Regions from separate parts of the Zea mays genome. Here region 1 is linked to region 2. Evidence: chromatin contacts called from public Hi-C data. All regions are on one chromosome and are shown on one strand. The core of a region is the stretch at or near the end of the contact, and the rest is flanking DNA. Distances in the headings are between cores, read along the strand shown.

Evidence for each region. A called contact is a pair of places that touch in the nucleus more often than the background predicts.
Region 1: a contact with region 2 is called in a Hi-C map of tassel, with 4 times the contacts expected there. The contact joins the promoter of LOC100277537 here to the enhancer-like site in region 2. A contact is called at or near these places in 3 of 25 Hi-C or Micro-C datasets (ear, leaf and tassel).

What each region holds. Positions count from the first base shown.
Region 1 is chr1:95,220,111-95,225,154 of Zm-B73-REFERENCE-NAM-5.0, forward strand. It overlaps LOC100277537, which reads left to right and starts at 2,018. Exons shown (of 1, transcript NM_001151068.2): 1 at 2,018-2,945. The coding sequence starts at 2,092. The coding sequence ends at 2,841. It overlaps LOC103637670 (serine/threonine-protein kinase D6PK), which reads right to left. Exons shown (of 2, transcript XM_008660229.4): 1 at 4,896-5,044; 2 at 2,994-4,201. The coding sequence ends at 3,265.
Region 2 is chr1:95,136,662-95,141,885 of Zm-B73-REFERENCE-NAM-5.0, forward strand. No RefSeq gene overlaps it. Among protein-coding and RNA genes, the nearest start is that of LOC100381684, 38 kb to the left of the region's middle. Within about 2 kb of position 2,005, at least 17 of the 20 cell types and tissues checked have an H3K27ac peak or open chromatin away from gene starts, as enhancers often do. A contact at or near this core is called in ear, leaf and tassel, where this site is marked.

The DNA of each region.
Region 1 (5,044 bases), core at 768-3,267, 83 kb after region 2:
ACACTTAGTGTTTCATCAACCTCCATACTTGCACCGTCCCATCCAACCACACCAATTCTTGTGTCATCGGGCATATTTGTTTGAGATTAATGACATGTTTTAGGTTTCTGTCAACAAGCGAGTCTGCAGTAGATGATAACATGTGTTGTTTGTTTTTATATAATCGTTGCACGCTAATATTTGATCGAATAATTTGTGTGCCGTCACAACACATGAACAACTAACTATAATCTAAATGTACAGTATAATATAAAATGATCTCATATACTATACTATAATCTAAATGTACAGTATAATATAAAATGATCTCATATACTATACGGTTTAGTTTACTCTCCTATTTTTTTCGGTTCTGTACGTGATTCCGTCGTATCGAAACGAAGAGACCCTTATATATCCAGTGTAGATTGCCTAGCAAACCTGTATGCCTGTGTCATTGAATGCATACGACTGTGGTAACGAGTGCATCGCCATTGATTGATATCACGGTGTACGACGAGTGATACAGGTCCGGTGGCCGGCACATCGTCAGTACTGCATGCCGCCCCGTGTATACGAGCACGCTATTACTCCGTCGCACGAGGCCGGCCGTTGGTTCCATCTATGGTACGGTACCTCAGGGCTATAGATTAGGGTCGGAAACTGCACGACGCAGGTGTAGCGTTGGCAGCGGATATCAATTCCAACAGTCTTGATGCTGGACGGTGCAGTGCAGCACTGGCATGCACCTGTTCTTCTTCCTAATGTGCTGTACCTTCACAAGAGCAATAAGGATGACATTATGACAATCAGAGATGCATAGGAGTATAGGACACCGGGTTACATTTTTGGTAAACCTATACACGTGAGATAAAACTTAATCTATATATGTATCCATGCGCTCGTGGATATAGATGTGTATACATATACACGTACTCGCCGAGTATTCGCTATCCGACTGATACCCGTTATCCGCTCGCCCACTATAATTTTAACATCCAACATCAAACAACAATTTTATCATGGTTCAAGAATTTCACCGTTTCAGCAGCATCGAACAACAATTTGAACACCAAACTACATTGTAGTTGAAAATTGAAAAATAAAAAATTTGAGATAGTGTATTAAATCCCGATGGTCCATATGTCAAATACCCAACGGATATAGATACCTGGTATCTAAACCCGCAAAAAATTTACTCATCGATATCTTATTATATTCATACCCGTACTCGTGGAGAATAAATTTCACCATACTCATACCTAATGAATAATTACATATGGTTATTTATCTATACTCGTATACACTGTCATCTCTAGTACGATGGACAAAAAAAAGACATTAGACGGCCATGGCCATCAAACAAAGACAATCAATGTTGCCACCACGACTGGAGGCAAACAATGACAATATCCAGCTCCAGCACTTATCACAACCAGCACAAAGGTTAGCAAGATACCCTGTTGCTTGGTCATCGATTGAGCGAGCACTAGACGCACCACCTAGCTTCTGCAAGGATGCGAGGCGACGAGACCGCGTGGCATGCGCGCCACGCCTCACTGAAAAAGCGCAATGGCGGATGGCGCGCACATGATCCCCCTCCCTATTCCCTACACCCACGATGCCAAGCACAGGCACAGCCGACCAAAGGAGCGGAGACTGATGAATGATAAACAGCCTGCTGCTGCCTACCTGCCTGCGTATGAAAAGCGACGAGCGACGAGGATCATGAACCACCATGATGGCGGCGTCGAGATCGGGATCCATATGCATGTGAGAGCAAGACGTGACCATCTCCTACCTTTTACAGCTCACAAAGACGAAGCTCGGAGGAGCTGGTGACCAGACCTTGGGGCCATGCATGGATCACTTTCCCAACCCTTGTTATCGAGTATAGAGTAGGACGGGCGGATAAAATACTAGATCCCGAGCTCGGAAAATATGGCGTCGGTGCAAGTGGAGGCCAATCATGGCCACGGTGCTGCCGGCTCTCCACCTTGGAAGCTTTATCACAACCCCCACTACACCCCGCGGGGCAGGGGCACCCATCTCTCCTCATCCTGCTGCTCGCCCTCTCCTTGCCAAGTCCGCAGGAGTCCCGAGCCCCCTCCTATGATCATTGCGCTGGACGACGAGGAGGTCGACCAAGGGTACGGGTACGGCGCCATGTCGTCGGAGCTGGAGCTCTGCGTGGCACGCATCAGGGACCTGAGGGCGGAGCTGGAGTTCGAGCGGCGCATGCGGCGCAAGGCGGAGGCGCTGAGCGAGGCGCTGGCCGCGGAGCTGGCCGACGAGCGGCGGCGGAGCGAGGCCGCGGAGGCCGAGTGCCGGGCGCTGCGGGAGGAGGCCGGCGCCGCGCGCGCGGAGGCGGAGCGCGCCCTGGAGGGCGTCGAGGAGGAGCGGCGGATGCTGCGCGTCGCCGAGCTGTGGCGCGAGGAGCGGGTGCAGATGAAGCTCGCCGACGCCAGGGCCGCGCTGGACGAGAAGCTGCGGGAGATCGACGACGCCGTGGCACAGCTCCAGGCCACTGCCGACGCCAACAAGAGCAGCTGCTGCAGCAGCCCCAACGGCAGCAAGTCGGCGAGCCAGCACGGCGGGCAACAGAGCCCGCAGCACGGTAAGCCGCACCGGCGAGAGCCCGGCGGCGGCGGCGAGAACCCGCACATCCGGAGGGGGATCAAGGGGTTCGTGGAGTTCCCCAGGGCCGCGCGCCTGCGCCTGCGCCCGCGCCCGCGCGAGGAGCGGGTGGATCTGGTGTCCAACCTCGAGTGCCAGCGGGCGCAGCTGCGCGTGCTCATGCGGCACAGGAGCCCCGCCGCCGGCATGGGCCTCATCGGCGCAGCAGAAAACCTGGTCGTGTAGTGCACCGTATACTAACGTATAGCGTATGTTTATTGAGGTGGTCGGTAACTCTGTATCTTCCTCTGTTCCACTTCATATTATGGGACATTCACATTTTGGTACAGTACAGAATGCTTAGGCAAACTACATGGTGTATTTCGTTGCTGATCATGTAGTAAAAAGAAAAATCTGATAAGGCTATATAACTTGTAATGGAAACAGACATGATGACAAATCGTTCCTTCGACTACTCAAACTTCATGGCTTACTCTTTGACTAAGTAACTACTAGTGTCTAGTGACATGGGACGAGCCGCAACTCTCAAGTCTCAACAACCAACACAGACTTGGGACCGGTCAGACATGCCAAACGCTAGCACTCCAGTATGGAACTACACCTACAATTCGTCTTGAACTGCAACAAGTATCGTTAACTCAAAACTAGCTAAAAGAATTCGAAGTCTAGGAACTTCCCCCCGGACTCAGAACCGGTTCCTGCCATCCTCTTGCTGCTGCTGTTGATCTCCATCCTCTTGCTGTTGCTGCTGCTGTTGATCTCCATCCTCTTGCTATTGCTGCTGCTGTTGATCTCCGCTCTTTCCACCGGCGCTGGCTTAGCTGGCGCGGGCGGCGCCAACGCCACGGGCTCGACGGCCCGGGGCACGCCGGGGGGAGTGCTGCAGCGGATAAGCGCCCAGTTGACGCCCTCAAAGAAGGGGTGCTGCTTTATCTCCGCGGCGCCCCTCTTCACGCCCAGCCGGCTCTGGGGCTCCTTGGCCAGCAGGCCTCTGATCAGGTCCCTGCTCGCGTTGCTCGTGCCGGGGCAGTCCGGGAACCTGAGCTGCTGGCCGACGACGTTGAACAGCGTGGCGCGGTTCGTCTGCCCCTTGAACGGCGTCTTGCCGTACATGAGCTCGTGCAGGAAGATGCCGAACGTCCACCAGTCCACCGCGCTGCCGTGGCCCTCGCCCTTGATGATCTCCGGAGCCAGGTACTCGTGCGTCCCCACGAACGACATGGACCGCGCCCCCGTCGGCTCCACGACGAGCTCCGGCAGGCCCGTGGGAGCCTGCTGCTGCCTGGGCTCGCCGCCCTTGGATTTGGATTTCTTGGCGCTGCTGCTCTTCTTGCTCCTCTGGCCGAAGAGCTTGGGCATGAAGCATGTGGGCTGGATGCAGGCAGCCTGCGCGTTCCTGGAGTCGGAGTTCAGGGAAGATCTCACCAGCGTCGGCGACACCGCGCAACGAAGGGAGAGGTCGAAGTCGGAGATCATGATGTGGCCATCTTCTCTCACGAGCACGTTCTCCGGCTTCAGATCTCTGTAGACCACTCCAAGCATATGCAGGTACTCCAGCGCAAGGAGCACTTCTGCGGCGTAAAACCTGGCAGAAAAGAAAAAAAAAGAGAGAGATCATACACCCCAGAATTGGCGACCATTCTGTTTATTCGAAGTTTCAGACTCCGGCAAAGAATAGTTCAAGAAGCAATGATGAAAATGCGCAAACGATATAGGAGTAATAAACAATGTGTCTATCCTAATCTAGGAATCATGTTCTGCAGCACGAGACATGCATTAAACATTGCGTCTATGCTAATTTAGGCATCAGTTTGTTAAGCATGACTAGTAGAGACAGTGAGGAAAGCAAAGACGATAGCATCACTTATAGCACTCCTTTTAAAAGTAATAATAACAAAAAAACAACTCTAACTAGCAGTCTACGAGTAGCACGACATTTTTTTTTTAAAAAAAATAACTAGCAAGACATGAACTGCAAGACAGATCTGGAGCTCTATACTGTTCTGTACTCCTGTAGTCTTGTTAGAGTATATGGGTATGCGATTGGGAGCGATGCTTAAACAAATGGGAAGATCAATTTGTTTCAAAATTCAGAGAACTAATAAGCAAAAAACGCTAACCCACAGCCGCAAGCTTGCAACTGAAAGCGAAAATTACACCGCAATAGTGCAATACGGGAATGACGATTGACTCACGTCATACAATACAACTGTTTGCAGTTCCAAAACCACATTACCGGTCTGATGAAGCAAAGAATCAAACAGGACTCGGACGAGTACCTTGCGGCGTGCTCTGGGAAGTGCTTGCCGGGCTGTCGCTGCCGGAGCGCGTGGAGGTCGCCGCCGGGGCAGAACTCCATGACAAGGCAGGCGAAGCGGTCGGTCTCGAAGTGCGCGTACAGAGTGGGCAGGAACGGGTGGTCCAGCAG
Region 2 (5,224 bases), core at 755-3,254:
GCAGCTGTAGAGATCTGCATTGCTGATGAAACGAAACAGTTGTATACAAGGACTTGTGTGCCTTTTTTAATAATGGAAGGCACTTGTGTCCTGTACTCGTGTGTGATAACTGGTAACAGGGGAGCGACGTGAATGGAAGCAGTGACTACGATTTGTTTGGTTGAGGTACTGATTATCCCAACTGCACTGTCTCATTTAGTGCTTGTTCGGTTATACCGTAATCTATATGAATCGAGGGGATTGAGGGGATTGAGGGGATTTCAATCACTAGTAAGTTAAAATCTCTCTCAATCTGTATTAATCCATTCCAATTTATATGGATTGAAAATAACCGAATAAGCCCTTAGGGGTGAAAAAGGCACGGTACCCGGATCGGGTACCAGATACGGGTAGTGAAATAACCCGATTTTTCGAATATAGATACGGGTATTTTTGTTGTCGGGACGGATACGAATACTACACGAATAATGTACAGCCAGATACAGATAGGATACAGAGTCACTATTATCCGGTAACAACCCGCGAACCTCGGTTCGGATACGGGTATCGGATGATCGGGTACCCGGGTACTCACCTAGCGGGCACCTTGCTATTTTGGCCGGTTGCGGTCTCCACTGTCATGCGCCATGCGGATGAAGCTGGCTTACGGCTCATTAGCCCAAGCTCAGTGTTTGGTTGGTTAGCTTTGGCCTACTAGCACTACGACAGTGACAATCGAAATTCTGAGAACCAGCTTGCTACCATATACTGCTAGTAGTAGCCAAATACTACGTGACATTTTTGTACGTACATGACATTTTTGTCCTTTGGGCACATCTATCGACTTCATTGCTTAGTTTCCCATAATCAGAAATAGGGTATACGTTTACTGCAGAAAATGATATGTCACATGCTAAGAAATGGATTTGTAAGAGCAACGCTGTCAGATTTATGCATTATCTTACTAGTGTTATCCAGATAACTATGATAAAATTTATTGGAGAAGTGGGAATCAAAATCCTCCAACACAACTCCAGAAGTTGATGTGTTCTACATTTGTTAATTGGTAACGTATCATGGTAATATAATGCGTCATGAGCAGAAGTCTTCAAGGGAAATAAAGAATGAAAGAATGTTATGGATGTACAAGAGAAAAAAGTTCCTCAAGCGAAGGAAGCAGCTATAAATCACGTATACTTGTAGATTATGTTTTTTCAAATTATGTTGTCGATTCTATAATATCCTTATTCATTTACATAATTATGTATTTCTTATTTTATTTGTTTGTTGGATGGTTGGTCAATTAATATTATTGGGACGAACTACCCGATAAATATCTGTTATCTACCCGAGTGATATCCGATACCCGTTTATTACCCGTCCGAATTATTAGCCGGTTCCGTCTTATATTCGTCTCGAATTTTAACTATCCGTATCCGGTCTCGTATCCGAGACAAATACATTGGAGGAGAATACGAGATGACCCTGTATTCTTTTTGAGTGGGCCGGTCCGCGTAAACTATGGAAATCCTGCCCACCCATGACTTGCACAAATGGGCTGAACGTCATAGAAGCCCACTTAAAGCCCCAAGCCTGGGAGTACGACTTATGTAGTATTCCACCAGATCGAAGATGACTGTCATTTGGTACGCGCAGCCATGTTTGGCCCATGGAAACACCCGTGAAAAACAACAAGCCTACAGCGGCCCGTTGCCAGTTATGTCTTTCGCCTCTCTCTCTAAACCGGTCAACCCTACCACGGAAGAATCTGATGGGCCTACGCTGCGTACTCTAACCGTCAATGCATTTTCTTTAAATTCTGCCATCTCCGTTCCAAACTACAAACTACAACTTGTTTTGAATTTTCTTTTCAAATACGTATTGTTGGTAACCAAAATGTGACCGAAACCATTGAAGATGGATTGGAAAATTATGTGTGAACAAAAATTATTGAATCCATGGGCCCATCCGTCAGTGGGTCCATGGGCCCGTGCGGTGGCCGTGACTGAAGTGTGGGATCCTTATGGTGGCGTACAAGAGCGGGGAGCATGTGGATGAGGGTAAGGCTTGTTAAGTTTAGGGTTATATGGGTAAATACCTGCTTTGCTCCTAAGGGGTCTCACATCTTTATATAAGAAACATCTTTATATAAGAAACCTGTATACTCTCTCATAATACAAAAAAGAGAAAGAGGCCAGAGGCCCAACCCTATACCCGGTGTCTCGTGTGTTTCCTCTATCGTGCTTATGGGAAGGGAGACGGGTCTTCTACAGCTTCTCGCGCCTCTACTGCTGACGGGAGGGAAGGGAGCGGATCTGGTGATCCGTGGTGACGTAGTTCTCAACACGTTATCAGCACGCTCTACCTCGATGTCGCTGCGGGATCAGATCTGCATCAACTCTCGTTAAGCCGGCAGGTCTTACGGCCTAGCCGAACTGTCCTACGCGACAGTCTTCGATTCTCTATCTACGCAAACAAACGGTATGTTTACTGATTGATCAGTTAGTTGTGCACGTGCTGTAATTTGTGTGCGACGAACTGCCATCGCCGTAGTGGTGCTCCGCTCATCGGGACCGCACTGCGCTAGCAGCCGTGCCTCGACTATGCCAGAGCCGTATCGGGGCCACACCCGAACAAGAGCATTCTATAAGATCCGGTTGCTCGGCGGCGTCGCTCGGCGCATCAGGTCGCTGGCTCCACGCGCATTTTTTGGATCTAGGAGACATGCACGCAGTTGCAGCCGCGAGACTTTCTCCTTGCCGTTGCTGACCTGCTGACCCGCGCACGTCTCCATACACATATGCATGATGCCATGCATCCCCTGCCGCATGAGTCAAACTAGGAAAAGATGCATGCGGCTAAGAAAACAATCATGCGTTGAGTATTTCATGTAAGTGACCGGTTGAGAAACAAAATAATTAAGCATGTTTTTTTATCTTAATCAGTTATTTTTCTATCGCAAATAATTAGTAGAAAAATACATGCTTGAATATGGTAAAATGATAGTTACACGTGATGTGTTATGCTCATGCATTAATTTTGGTGTTCGTTTTTTGCATTAATAATTATTTCCCGTAGTAAATAATTAGCAGAAAATTATTAAAATGGGTGTGCAGACTATACTGCGCAGACTAAAATCGCTCTAAATATTTATGATGTGTTGAGCTTTTGGACTCACGTTGAGCGATTAAATTGTATAGTGGGTACTCTGACATGTCGATCAGACTACGTTATTAATCGACCGAGTTATGGCATTGGCTGAGTATTGGCTGCACCCTGGCAACACGACACAGTATTTGTGTTGTACGAACTTGGCTGTGTCATGTGATTACTATGTCACACTCTCATTTAATCGGACCGCTCCCGTTGAGTCGAACCGCAATCGTCGAGTCACACATTTTTCGCAACCCTGTAGGAACTATCCGTCTGTCGTGATCATCGAGCCACAATTACGTCTGTTGCGCACGTTGTGTGGATTTATCGTGTACCCCAGCTACCGAGCCACAATTGTGCTTGTTATAAAGGCTTGTTGTGTTGTTGTAGCCCTGATGGCCGCACATATGTTGACGCCAGATACGCTAGAGCTTGTACTCACATGGAATGTGGTGGGTTATTCAAGCTCTAAAGTCACATTATTGCACAACCTTCGTAAACAATTTTGTTTGGCTCTATATTTTATTTGATTGTGTTGTGTGGCATCATATATTTATATATATCGCCAAGGGGCCATAACTACTATATCAAGCCCCATAGTGCTTGGAAATCTGGGAAATTAAATTGAAATACAATGAAACATAAATAAGTTAATTCTCTGCTCTCTCTCTCTCTCATGCATAAAGTTTTACTTGAAGTAACCCGAAGATATATAATATAATGCATGAAAGTCTTTTTGTCATAGAAGACATCACAAATTGGGATTTTATTAGTAAGCAATAAGACCTTGTCAGATGAATAAATGCTAGAATCTCAGTCATACATTGCTCAACCAGATGTTGGCACATTGCTATTTGTCGCTGAGCGGCATGAAGCGAACTTTGAGATAAATGGCTAGTACCTTAGCAACACGAAGTTGTGAGTACATCGAAAGGTAATTCTGAGAATTTTTTCACAACGTTGGTGTGAAAAAACATTGTGTGTTCTCGTTGATCCACTTTACTTGGCCTATCTAGGCCCTCTATGCTTGTGTTGCATACATCTCTCAGAATTTAAATACTTATAGCCGCTGAACTGACTTGGGATAGTCCTTTGACTGGTATGGTATATACTATAAACCAAATGGTAAAGGTCGATTCTGAATAGACATATATCTGGGGTTTATGTAGCAGAACTATATTGTATTCCACCCCTTGGCATGCTTACCATAATCTATATCTGATCTACCAGAAGTAAGAAAAGTACAAATATAGCCATGGAATCCCACATCACCACAGAGCTTGAAGCTACATTAGGCATTAATTTGTCCTTGGTTTTTTGTGTTGGAAGAGCCACAATTCTCGATCGCAATACTGTCATTGATGGTAATTTGTGATAGAAATATAAAGATCTTATGGAGACCTGTTGTATTCTCCCTAGTCCTGATGACTCCTTCGTATGAGAGTAGTACTATCTGTTGTTGAAGACGGATCCTAGTCTTGTTTTTGTTCTTGCCAAGCAGTTATCATCATTTGTTTCATGAAAAGCTAGTTATATGGTGATTTTTCCCAGATAAAAATGAATTCTTGGCCTTGCCGGTTCTATTCCAAAACTTCTTATTTTGTCGAACAACGAAGATATCGAAATAATGCTTTATAGAACAAAATGATATATAATTTGAGGAGAAATGTTTGCCCTGCTGGCAGCATCACAATTTATTAACTATTGTTATAAATTCTCTCTCAAAATTATAATACCTAAAATGTTGCATAAATCGATACCCAATTTCAGAACGGTATGAGTAATTGGGTAAACCATGGGCAATAATAAAATGAGCTGGACTATACATCTTTGCATATAAAAATCTTTGCCTAGCAGCATTGGCCTGATGCCGTGCACTTTACTACCAATATAAACACACATTTTCCTATGTGCTTCAAAGCACAATGAAACCAGTGAATGTCCTTGTGAGCGCTAAACCTTGATGGTCATTTTACTTGTTGACCTGAAGTCAACTAATGGCTCCAAACGACAAATGGTATGCATGAGCCCCTGAAGGACCCTTATGGATAAAAATAGTGTTGTGCATGTTAGTCTAAATCTTAATGATTGA